3 separate regions of the Mus musculus genome follow, and regions 2 and 3 are each linked to region 1. The links are chromatin contacts, called in public promoter capture Hi-C maps. All regions are on one chromosome and are shown on one strand. Each heading gives the region's core, a stretch centred on a gene start, on an enhancer-like site or on the middle of the called end of the contact. The rest is flanking DNA. Distances are from core to core; before and after follow the strand shown.

The links. Promoter capture Hi-C pulls out the DNA fragments that hold promoters and counts their contacts.
Region 2: a contact with region 1 is called in a promoter capture Hi-C map of liver, with 2.2 times the contacts expected there. The contact joins the promoter of Utp3 here to the promoter of Sult1d1 in region 1. A contact is called at or near these places in 3 of 39 promoter capture datasets (frontonasal cranial neural crest and liver).
Region 3: a contact with region 1 is called in a promoter capture Hi-C map of liver, with 4 times the contacts expected there. The contact joins the promoter of Ugt2b35 here to the promoter of Sult1d1 in region 1. A contact is called at or near these places in 4 of 39 promoter capture datasets (cranial neural crest, hippocampal neurons and liver).

Annotation. Positions count from the first base shown.
Region 1 is chr5:87,567,285-87,571,571 of GRCm38.p6, reverse strand. Sult1d1 (sulfotransferase family 1D, member 1) reads left to right here and starts at 2,566. Exons shown (of 8, transcript NM_016771.3): 1 at 2,566-2,775.
Region 2 is chr5:88,552,534-88,556,820 of GRCm38.p6, reverse strand. Utp3 (UTP3 small subunit processome component) reads right to left here and starts at 2,359. Exons shown (of 1, transcript NM_023054.2): 1 at 731-2,359. The coding sequence starts at 2,207. The coding sequence ends at 798.
Region 3 is chr5:86,999,121-87,003,407 of GRCm38.p6, reverse strand. It overlaps Ugt2b35 (UDP glucuronosyltransferase 2 family, polypeptide B35), which reads right to left and starts at 2,548. Exons shown (of 6, transcript NM_172881.3): 1 at 1,796-2,548; 2 at 2-150. The coding sequence starts at 2,516.

The DNA of each region.
Region 1 (4,287 bases), core at 1,317-3,816:
GTTTTCTGCAAGGAAATTCTCTGTTTCTCTGAGAAATCTAAGGCCAGTTTTATTATGTACAGTGCGTGCATTTTATCTTACTGGATATTAAGTGCAGAATAATTAGGCTGATATAGATGTCAGGCAAAGTAGGCTGGGCCAACTGGCATTTCCAGATTTTTCAATCTGGATAATTCTCAAGTGAGTAATTATAAATAAATTACCAACATCCTAGCTTTTATGAATATATACCACAGAAGTGTCTATTATATTTACTTATAAATCATTTAATTATTAAACATCAATGTAATGACTGTAAGATTTTATCTAGATATGAAAACTTAAACTGTGTTTCTCAGAGATAGCTAAAAAAGAAAACTGAAATGTGATTGAAAATAATTCTGTTTAATTTTCATATTTTGGGCTTTTTTTTTTTTTTTTTTGTCTGAAATGTAGTAAGATGTTTACCATGTACTTGAAAGTAGGCGTGAACAAGTGGTCTGCTTGAGACTCTCCATAAGAAAGACTACACTCCTCTCCTGTTTCTTTGCTAGTGTTCTTCTCATTCTGTCATAATGACAAAGTGGCCTTACCTGTGAAGAGGACCCTCTATTGGGAAAACAGCCCCCAGTGGATTAGACTGTGGAACAACCCGGGTGCATTTTGCTGATGACAACTCATTGTAGGTGGGCCATTTTTGGGCTGGTCATCCAAATTGCTCTAAGGAAGCAGCCTGTCCAAGACATGAGTAAGCCAATAAGCAGTACTTCTTCCTAAGCTCTATGGCAGTTGCTGTCTCCTGGTTCCTGCCTTGAGTTCCTGTTCTGACTTCATTGGGTTACTACAAGTTCTAAGAAAAAAATAAATCCTTTTCTTTCTAAGTTGCTTTTGGTCCTGGTGCTTTATTACAGCCCTATCAATTCTAAGAAATTCTCTGAGTCCCTTAAATTATAGACACATGAATGAAACTATCCGTCAAGGTGCCAAAAGCTGGAAGGGCTAACTACAGATATCCACATATGGGAATTATCTCAAATGTTAGCATTTGACAGAAAAAAAAAGTAAATGAAAATAAGATATATTCAAACAGATTATATGGTTAAATTAAATAAGAATACTTTCCATCTAGCATTGCCTTGATATATATTGGTGTTTTATGCCTATCAATTTTGGTAACACTTTGTAATTATTGTTTTCAATATTATTGAAATATATATTGTTTATTTGTAGTAATAAAATACATTATTTAGTTACCTGCATGGTTTGTGCTGTGATTCAATTATAGAGACAGCATTTTCTCTTTCATTATTCTTTGGATGTTTTAGATCTTTATTAATTATGCAATACAATACTGTGGTAAAGTGGTCAATTGGAGTACAGAACACCTGAACTTAGTTCTTCTGTGTGTCAATACCTGTTATGTAAATGTCCTTTACTGCTTGTACTACCAGCCTTCTAATCTCCAGTTAGAACTATTCCATATTCATCTCAATTCAGTTTTATTCATTTTCTACAACTGATAGAATTTTATTATTTTGTAAAGCTTAATAGCATTCCATTGTATATACACATGCATGTACACACAATTTGTTTTGTTTAATGATGTTGAACATCTAGGTTGATTCTGTATTTATCTCTACTGCAAATAAAACTCTATCAAACACATTAATATGGCTAGTTTTTTAATGTGCTAGTGTTTTTTCCTTGGGATATATATATATATATATATATATATATCCTGGACATATATCTTTTATATTTTCCATACTGACTATATTAATTTAGATTTCCCACAGACTACAAGTATTTAAATGTATTTTCCTCTATATCCTCTCTGGCATTATATTTTGTGTTTGTGAAAATAGGCGAAATAAGTAGAATAGGATGGCTGGTATTCCAGAGTATTTCATAACAATATTTTCCTAACGGAAATCTAATGTAGTTGGACGAAACTTGATTTTTTTTCTTACATATAAAATCAATTGTCAAACCAGTGTGATTGAAACATTTTGTCACAGGGATGAGCCACTAAAGGTTGCATGAAAAGTGAGGGTAATGACTGTCTTACTTTAAATTTACATAAACTAACTTTCACAAATGCTATCTCATTTTTTTTATAATTTAGCTACCATTTTAATAAATTGCTTTCTGACAAATATTCTAGAAATATAAGAATATTCTAATCATGTACTCGTTTTCTTGTTTCTACCACAGTGGTTTATTAAAACATGTAATCTGTTCTTCAAAGAACATTAGCATTACTAAGAACATAACATTAGAAATGAAAGAAACTTGAGTGATCATTTTTAATATTTACTTTTTGACAAATAATATAAATCAGATCCATGCAAAAGATTTATGTACTAGGAATATAACACTGTCTAAGAGAATAATGTGTTGATTGTCGTGAGTTTGATATTTATTTTGATTTCTATGGGACAAAAAAAAACATCTTTAGGTTTAACACAGTTCACCAGTAGGTTCAGGAGACTATAGTCCACTGATCAGTTAATAATTGACTAAGAGTAGCTGTTAACAACACGCAAAACATGGAGGTGTGCCTAAAGTCTTATAATTATCACCCTGGGGAGTTTATACTCATGGGGCATTTTCAGTAGGTAAACAGGGGAGCGGCCTTAGGGAAATGAACATTGTTCATCATTTCTTAAGCTTACCACAACTTAATTTCTTTCTCACATTACGTTGTGAGCTACCCAGGGACATCATCCTTTTAAAGACTTTTCGGTTCTGATTCTTCATCTGAGAAAACTCATTTAAAGCTCCGAGAATTTAAAGGTAAGATAAACTTGGTTGTGTTTCTTCCATAAATATATCAGCTGTGACTTTTTAAGGTGTAGATTTTGAAAATATGGATTATTAAATTTATATGTAATACTTAAAAGATCGAAAAATTATAAAACATCCTTTTGTGATCTAAGAAAGTCCTTGTTCTGTGTTCTGTGATTGTCAGATACTGATCAAATCACAGATATTCCACAAGGTTTAAAGAGCAGTACCTAAATTATCTTATGATAATTTCATACTTAGAAATCACTCTAAATGAAATATCACTTTCTATATAATCAAGTAGAGCATAAGATATTACTTAAATTATTAGTAAGGTAGGCTTATATTTTCTAAATTATCTCATATGCTTTTTAATATACTGTATTTAATATGTGTGTGAAGCTCATTATTATGGAATACAATGAGTAAAATCAACCTCGTTGAGACAGTTTATTCTTCCCCAGATTCTTAACAGAAATTCATACCATTTCACCTTTGTTTTTCCTTTGCCAAGAGCCTTGGCATAACTTGGAGTTTCTCTTGTAATACTTTGTATTATTTGTTGTTCCAAGTCTTATAATACAAATTTAAAATAGTTAACATTACAGGACCTACACTTACCTTGCTCTAACCAAATTCTGTCATTTGTTGAAAGCAAGTACTTTTGGGAGGATTTCCAAAGAATACTTAATATTTCCTTGTTATTTTGCTCCTTAGCTAAAATGAGATAGTTGGAATTGACACATAAGAACCTTGTATGAACTGAATAATACACTATATATATTTTAAAGAATTCCAATTGTGCATGTTTATGACCTAGGCTCTTCATACATATTATGTTTGTATAGCTTAATGTTCTTATTGATCTTCTAACCGTGGGAGCAGGATTGTTTCTGACTTTTTTGTTTGCTTTGTTGACCCTTTTTCTCCTATTGGGTTGTTTTCTCCAGCCTTAATATGAGGGGAGGTTTCTAGTGTTATTGGAGCGTGATATGTCTTGATTAGTTCATATCCCTGGGAGGCCTGCCCTTTTCAGAAGTGAAATGAAGGAGTGGATCTGGGCTGAAAACTAGGATGAGCCTGGGAGGGAAGGATGAAGGGGGAAACTATGGTTAGGATGGAATGTATGATAGAAGAATAAAAGTTATTTTATTCTTTTTTTTCCTGGAGTCTTCCACTGCAATTAGGCTTCACCAATAGCTTCAGAAAGGCTCTCTTCATGGTGCCAAGCCTCAACTCCTTTTCATGACCCCATTTGTCCTGGGTGAGGTTGTACCTTCACCAATGGCCTATCCTGTCCTCTCAAAACCTACACTCACAGTGACACACTTCCCCCAATAAAGTCACACCCACTCCAACAAGGCCACACCTCCTAATAATGCCACTTACTCCCTGGGATGAGCATATTCAAACTACTACAGTACTAATTCCTAGGGATCTCTTAGAAAGCTTAATATTGGTACTGCTTGTTAGGCAGTTGTTCGGAATTCTCTTTAAAGAGTAATACAACTCCTCAGTTTA
Region 2 (4,287 bases), core at 1,110-3,609, 990 kb before region 1:
GTAGCGTCTTTATCCGTGACTATTACAACCACATCATCTTTGTACAGAGAGTAGACAATTGCTTAGAGCAAGTTTAACCTTAAAATTCCCAGCAAACTGAGAATCAAATAGCAACCACCACCAATCACCAGCAGAGGGGATATGGAATTTCTACCTTAGTTACCATAAAAAGGATTATTAAAAAAATACAATTGGTGCAATTATCCTTTCTGTCACATTTAACCAAAGCTGCTTTTTACCACAGATGCACGGTAAATGCATATGTACAAATATTCTGTCCCAAGAATTACAATTATAATTGAAATCTGTTAGATCACTTTTGCAGGCTATCTTACAAAAAAGAAACAAACAACCCCCCCCCCATGACTGTCAAAGGTTTTCATTGTCTCCACATGAAAACTTATATAAAAGTGTTAAAGTGTTAATTTCATTAACACTGCACAACTAGGTGGGGAAACTTTCTAGGCTAATGTGCTAAAATATTACACAGTTTTTTTACCCTCCAATTACAATTCTTAGTAGGACTTTAATGGATGAATAAAGTAGCAACCCCGGGCTGGAGACAGCTCACTTGTATGAGTGCTTGGTTAGTTATGCACAGGCTCCAGGTTCAAGTTCTCAGCACCCAGTACAAAAGACCAACCAACAAAGCCCAAAGCAGCAACCCCTAATTCCCTGCTGACAACAAATTTTAAACTTAAAGAAAAAAAAATAGGTATTACAAACACAATCACTTTACTTCAAAACACTTTTTATTGACCTAAAATAATTGCCAAAAGCTAGGCCAAAGAGCAACTTTACTTAAGCTTAATGCTCTTCTTAACTCCAGCACGAATGCCAGAGAGTTCACCACTGTACCGCTGTTCTTCTCTGCGAACTTCACGAACCTGGCCTCGTCGTCGGATTTTGGCTTTTCTGAACTTTTCCCTATGTTTCACTCTGGGATTTCTATCAATCTTCTTTCTCCTGGGTGTAAGTCCCCTATTTTTAGCAATCTGGTAGGTAATGGCTCTCTTTGCATTTTGTTCTTCGAGAGCCTGTTCTTCAGCACTGTTTTCTTCCTTCTTTCTCTTCAACTCTTGCCTGTCTTCCATTTCCTTATAGTACTTGAGAGCAGCCCCATCAAAATCAGGCTCATCAGTCAGGGCAACAGCAGCAGCCTGCTTTACAGACTTGGGCTTGGTTTTGGTTAATTTTGCTTTTGGAGTCATTTCTTTCTTTACAGCACCATCCTTGGCTGTGAGGAGGTGACGGATTTCAGAGGACAGTTTCTGATCCACAACCGACAGCTTGTTGATCAGATTTCTGTAGGTAACAAGCCTTTCTATAACAGGATGTCCATGTGCAGGGACTCTCCGGGCTTTTAAGATCAAATAAAAGCTAATGTTGGCGCAATAGTTCAAGTAGAGATTATACTTAGTCTTCAGGTATTCGCTTCCTCTTCCAGTTGGAATGACCCCTTTCTCCACCAACTGTAACAAGGGTTCTAACTCATCCTTCACCTCTGTCAACTTGGCTTGGAGGTCTTCTATGAGCTCTAAGAGCTCTGGTGATTCTTTCTTCAACATTTTCAGCTTCTCTTTTACCGAGACTTTAGCCAAATCCTTCACAACCCTTGTCTCAGCTTCGTCTACCTGGGGCACCGGCTTTGCAAAGGCCTCCACCCAAGCGACTCCAAAATCATCCTCTTGCAGGGCTTGGGCCAAGCGCCGCTGAATTATCTGTGCCTCCTCCTCTTCTTCTCTTTCCTCCTCTTCTACTTCTTGCTGACTCTGACGGCCTCGGGATTTGGAACCATAGTCCGTATCGTAATAAAGCTTTTTTCTCTGACCCCAGGACAAGCTAGGGTCCACAGAGGCCTCAGCCTCACTCTGCACGGAGCTTCCGCCGTCATCATCCTCTCCAACCTCCTCCTCCTCCGAACTCTCTCCATCTTCGTCATCTCCATCATCAATATCTAGAGGTAGCACCTCTTCCTCCTCATCGCCATCCTCCTCCCCACTCTCGACTTCGTTCCAGCCCTTGGCCAGGACTGCCCGAGATCGCGCTTCATGGAACTCATCTACCTGGTCTTGGTAGTAGCTGGAGTCCCCTGGAGAGGGCGGCAACCCCAAGTCGTCCTCATTTTCGTCCGTGGCGGTGAGACCTGCCTGGGCCCGCACGGCGGCCCACTGAGCCGCTCCACGCCGCCGTGATTTCTTCACCATGGCTCACCAGCGGTCCCGGGTTCCCAAGCGACGCCGCGATTTCCGCCACTTCTGACCTCCGCCCAGAATGATGCCGGCAAGCGGAGGCTTTCAGCACCAGCACGCTCCGCGAACCCAAGTCGGTGACCACCGGAGCAGAGAGTCTGGGAAAGGCCTGTTTCCTTCCGCTCCCAGGGTGCTCTCCGCGCAGCGCGCGCGCCTAAACTTCCGCTCCCCCCCCCCCCCCCAGCGTAATCCCGCCGCCGTGTCTTTTTAAAAACCAGTCGGTTCCGGCGAATGAAAACTTCCGGGTAGGAACGCTAGGCCAAGGATATTTCCGTTCCGCGGATCCTTTTGTGGCTACTTCCGAGCTCTCTCTCTCTCTGGTGACTTCCGGCGTGAAGCCGGAATCCCGCCAGGGACGCCGCGAGACAGCCCGCGGCCGACAGAGGGCGCGGGGCATCTACGTTCCCACGCGTCGGCAGGGCGCCCACTGGGCCACGCTAGATAGTTGCCCAGCTCACGGTTTCGTGTTCTCCGTTTGCCAGAGTGGAAGTTAGTCAGGGTTTTGTTTGTGTTTTGTTTAGTTTTGTTTTTTGTCTGTCTTGACTTCTGAAGCCGGGACTCGCCATGTTGTCAGCCTCAGCCTCCCGGATTGGTGCTTTTCTCTGTTTTTGCCTGGGAGTTGCTACCGTAGGCGCCGCGTTTCCGGGCCCCGCGCGGCGAGTCTCTGCTTTTAGGCGACCCGAGAGAGGACTTCGGGGTTTTTTGGGGACGATGTAACCGGGAAGAGTAAAAGACGCGCGGTGTCCTTCTACTGGAATAGCTTCGCTTTTCTAGACGTTCTGGAAAACTGTGAGGCTGTCAGCCGCGGACAGCCTCCTATGTATAGAATTGGGTTGCAACATTTAATGATTATTCATTGTTGTGTTCTTCAACATTGATCAAGCACCAAACTTCCGTGGCAGCGTTTTAGGCAGAGATGGGGGGGGGGAGGGGAGGGGAGAATAAAGGAAGGAAATGAGCAAAATAGATTTAACAAGGGAGGGAGGGGAGAGGAGAGAGGAGAATGAAGGAAGGAAATGAGCAAAATAGATTTAACAAGGGAGGGGAGGAGAAGAGAAAGAAGAGGGAGAGGGGAGAGAGGGAGAAGGGGAGAAGAAGTGGGGAGGAGGAAAGAGGAGGGAAGAGGAAGAAGAGGAAAAGGAAAAGAGATAAAGGCCAAAATAGGAGACCTTGTGGTTTAGGAGGGCGCACGGGTACACCAAACAGAAAACTCAGTCAAATGGGAGAAGTGACATATGGGTCTAAGAGAATCGAACTGGTGTCAAGCTTAGTAGACAGGGCTACCACCTAAGCTATCTCAAATGTATGACCTTTTATGTCAGCTTCCTTATTTAAAAGGATATACAAAGTCGTGATTATGCATACCACATGGGGTCTTGTCTTTTTTTTCTTTTTTTTTTTTTTCCATTTTTTATTAGGTATTTAGCTCATTTACATTTCCAATGCTATACCAAAAGTCCCCCTTACCCACCCACCCCCACTCCCCTACCCACCCACTCCCCCCCTTTGGCCCTGGCGTTCCCCTGTACCGGGGCACACAAAGTCTGCGTGTCCAATGGGCCTCTCTTTCCAGTGATGGCCGACTAGGCCATCTTTTGATACATATGCAGCTAGAGTCAAGAGCTCAGGGGTACTGGTTAGTTCATAATGTTGTTCCACCTATAGGGTTGAAGATCCCTTTAGCTCCTTGGGTACTTTCTCTAGCTCCTCCATTGGGAGCCCTGTGAACCATCCATTAGCTGACTGTGAGCATCCACTTCTGTGTTTGCTAGGCCCCGGCATAGTCTCACAAGAGACAGCTACATCTGGGTCCTTTCGATAAAATCTTGCTAGTATATGCAATGGTGTCAGCGTTTGGATGCTGATTATGGGGTGGATCCCTGGATATGGCAGTCTCTACATGGTCCATCCTTTCATCTCAGCTCCAAACTTTGTTTCTGTAACTCCTTCCATGGGTGTTTTGTTCCCACTTCTAAGGAGGGGCATAGTGTCCACACTTCAGTCTTCATTTTTCTTGAGTTTCATGTGTTTAGGA
Region 3 (4,287 bases), core at 1,299-3,798, 570 kb after region 1:
CCTTAGGCAAGGGCTTAGCAGGTTTGCAATGGAGTCCTCCAACATATTCAACATTTGGTAAGGTTGGGTGAGGAAACTCCAGATCCCAGTAGGATCTTATGAACCACATTTCTGCTTTGCCCATTGTCTCAATTAAGGTGGTGGGCCTTCCTAGATGGAGAAAATGAACAGATGAGACAGGGAAAAGTTAACAGGACTGTCATCTGAGTATACAATATATTTCCTTAAAAATGTTATGTATCAAAAGATGGCCTAGTCGGCCATCACTGCAAAGAGAGGGCCATTGGACTTGCAAACTTTATATGCCCCAGTACAGGGGAACGCCAGGGCCAAAAAGGGGGAGTGGGTGGGTAGGGGATTGGGGGGGTGGGTATGGGGGACCTTTGGGATAGCATTGAAAATGTAAATGAGGAAAATACCTAATAAAAAATATAAAAAAAATGTTGGAAGAATTTGTGTTTGATGGAGAACATGTACATTAATAAAGCAATGATTATGTATATATAATATGATTTGGTGTATTATTTCTGGCTCAGATAACATACATAAATGCTAGTTTAGTTTTATTCTTAAAGCAGACTTTTGAAAGTTACCTCATCTCCTCCATAGTTTGAAGCCATGAATAGTTATTGAAACAACCTACTAAGCCACTGTATAAGTAAACACAAATTTTCTACTGTCTAACTTTTCAAAAGGAACTGTATAAATATAAACACACAATGCTGGTCCAAATCTTACACTATGGTGTGCAGAATTCCCCGGGTCATTGTAGTGTATAGGAAGGACTTCATCCTTCTTTTGTCAAGAGATCTATAAAGTTTATGAATGGCTGACTTTCTAGTAAGTGCTTCTACTCTTGTTTCATATTGATATATCTAATATGATTTATCCTAAAAAAGCAATCATAATATCTATACAAGTAATAAAATAGAAACTTTAGGGTAATCTTAACTATGGTATAATTTTCAAGAGAAGGAACTTGACTCAAAAACTATAGGACAAGTGTATATGGTTCCATACTTCTGTAGAGTACATACAATTATAATAACTTTTAGAAAAGAATAAAAAAGGAAATGTCCTGGTAGAAACCTCAGTTTCATTTGCAAACCTATACATTAACATAATATCTTTGAAGAGAAGGAGAAATTTTTAGGAAATACAGAGAATATATTCTATGATTTATCTTTTCATTTATGTGTATTTGTGCTTGCGTCTATATACTCTAAGATTATTCCAGTGCCTGAGCACTGGAATAAAAGAACAGCAGGTTCCGTGAAGCAAAGTGAGGCCAATGGACATGAGTGGATGCTAGGAACAGAACACAGGTACTAAACATGAACAGAAAACAATCAAACATTTGGACATGTTGTAAGACCCCACATTTTAATATTAAATATAGAAACTGGCTTGTGCAAGAGAACACTATTTCTTCAATGTTAAATACATATTGATACTATAAAATATGTCATTCTTTAATATAAATAAATCAGTATTTGGGTAAACAGGAAGTAACTTATTGAAATAGAGGTTTAAAAATGCATAAAATGAATAAAGGCTCATGTAGTGACCATTTACAATTGTATAGCTAACCAGAAAGTCTTTTTTATCAGGACTGATACCTTCTATTTGAACATTAATATGAGCTTTTACAGAGCATTCATGATTTTGTTAGTAAATATCCTATTATATATTTGATCACCTACAAAAACAACTTCACTTTGAATTTCATGGATATATAGCTTCAAATACATGTGTAGCTAGGGATATCAAGCTACTAAGAAGACATGTAACTTACCCAAAGTTTCACTGTAAAATTGATCCCATTCCTTCTCTGTAAATGTCTGGAACCAAAAGTCAAAATAAAGCATACATATCATATTTTTGACCCTCTCTGTGAATGTCATTTGGCCACCTAATCCTGACAAAATCACAGGTACATAAGAGGGAGGGAGTACAAATCCTCCACTGTTCTTTTCAACTTGGTAGCCAGGAGAGAAGCGAAGACTGTACAGAAAAGGAATCTGGAGCAGTTGAGCTATGAGCTCCCCACAGGAAGCCATGGCATCTAAAATAAGGACATCAAACTTGGATTCCTGGAATTTTGTCATGAGCTGTTTGTTTGAAACAGCTTCCTTACAAAGACTTAGAGAATAATCAGATAATTTACCAAACAGTGTTTGAAGCAGAGAATATGATAAGCATGTATCTCTTGGGACCTCAAAAGTCCATTCATCCACTAACTTGGTCAAAAAAGTTTCCAGATAATCTTTACTGAAAGCTGTAGGAAAAGTTTCAAACTTAAGGCCCGGCGAATATTTGGGATCAACAAAAATGGAAGCTGAAGGTCTCAGAACAGTGACTTCATGGCCCCTCTGTACAAGTTCATCCAGTATTATCTTTAAATTCATCCAGTGACTGAATTCCAGTGGCCACACTAACACCTTCCCACAGCTGGTGGATCTGAAGCAGCAACTCATCTGCAGCAGGAGCAGAGCAGAAATCCACTTCACAGGCATCCTGGAAGTCAAAGGGCTTCTGTTAACTGTGTGTTCCCTTGCTTTACTGCCTGTCCTCTTATCTAAGAAGAAGAAAAAAAAATCCACGAGTTAAAATATAACCTGAGTTGGTGCAAGCAAACTTAATGACCAGATTGAAGTTGGTGGCTGAAGAGAGATAGTAAAAGCAAATATTAATTATTTCAGATTTATTTGGAAGTGTTTAAAATCACGTTTTGTAAAGAAGTAAAGTTAGGAGTTGTGACCTGTGTAAACCTGTTTACAGGAGTTTTGAATCATAGAAAGAACACTGATTAGTGTAAGGTGAGTCTGCATTTTATTCTCAACCTGTGAAATCCAGATGTACTAGTTACCGAACTTATCAGTATATCATGGATATTATTTTGTAAGAATGTCGGATAAAATATTAAGTCACATAGAGTTTGCTGAATAGCCTGACAGTGTGCCTTAGTTACTTGACAGAGAAAAGATCTGTGAATAAAATAGACAAGAGTTTCTATGAATGTCCCTAAGGAAAAAGCCAAACACACTGCCCTGAGTGGTATTAGCTGCTAAGGTTTACAGAGAGCACTCAGTTGATTCAACCTATCTGTCCACAGCCCTTTCCTAGGACCAAGAAGTAGCTGGATAGTTTGATCTTGCTTTAGTTAGAGTTTTTGTTGTTGTTATTGTTGTTGTTGTGAAGAGACACCATGGCCAAGGCAACCCTTATAAAGGATGACGTTCATTTGGTCTACCTTCCACTTTCAGAAGTTTAGTCCGTTATCCACATGGCAGGAAGCGTGGCAGAGTCCAGGCAGACACAATGTTGTAGAAGGGATTGAGAGTTCTACATCTTGATTGGAAGGCAGCTAGGAGACTGTTTCCACATTGTGCAGAAATTGAGCACAAAATCTTGAAGCCCACGAATTACAGTGACACACTTCTTCTAATGAGGCCACGCCTACTCTAACAAGAAAATATCTCTTAATATTGCCACACCTTGTACCATGCATATTCAAACCACAACAGAATCTTAGTGCACAAAGGCCCTGAGAAATCAATGAGTAGATAAAACTTCACCAAGAAACATTGAATCTACCATTTCTGGAATCACCAATGCTTCTATTTGCTCATGAAGATTGTGGGTATTGACATGTGATTTACCTGGATCTTCTTGTTTGTCCTGGTATTGTGAAGCTACAAACAACTCTAGGATGCATCACCTAGAAAAAAAATCGTTGATGACAAAACAATTATATTATAGAGTATATGATTTCTCATCACACTGACCAAGTTCTTTGCCAAAATAAAGTTTTGGAGTCATAGATATATTTTATTGCACAATTTGAAAGGGTGGTATCCATCATGAAAAACAAGGTCTGTAGAGTGTATGTGATGGAAACACAGGGAAGGGATATCTTCACCATGGAAAAATGATAAGTAAATCCTTCCTGAAAGTTTTCTCACAGATATACTCAAATATTTATATTAATAGTGCCTTTAGCAGTCAAGTTAGCAATGAAAAAACCACCAACTTACAAAAAAGATCAATAAGAGAAATATGTATATATAACAAGAGTATATATATATATATATATATATGTGTGTGTTTGTGTGTGTGTGTTTGTGTAAAACAAGAAATAAAACAAATGAATTAAAATAGGATATATTAAATTATAAACAACAAGTTTGACTGTTATCAGGTCAAATTCCTTAGTTAAAATACACACAATGACTATGTCAAGCAAAAATCTAAACATGAGATGCCACCTATAAGATAATAAGTAAA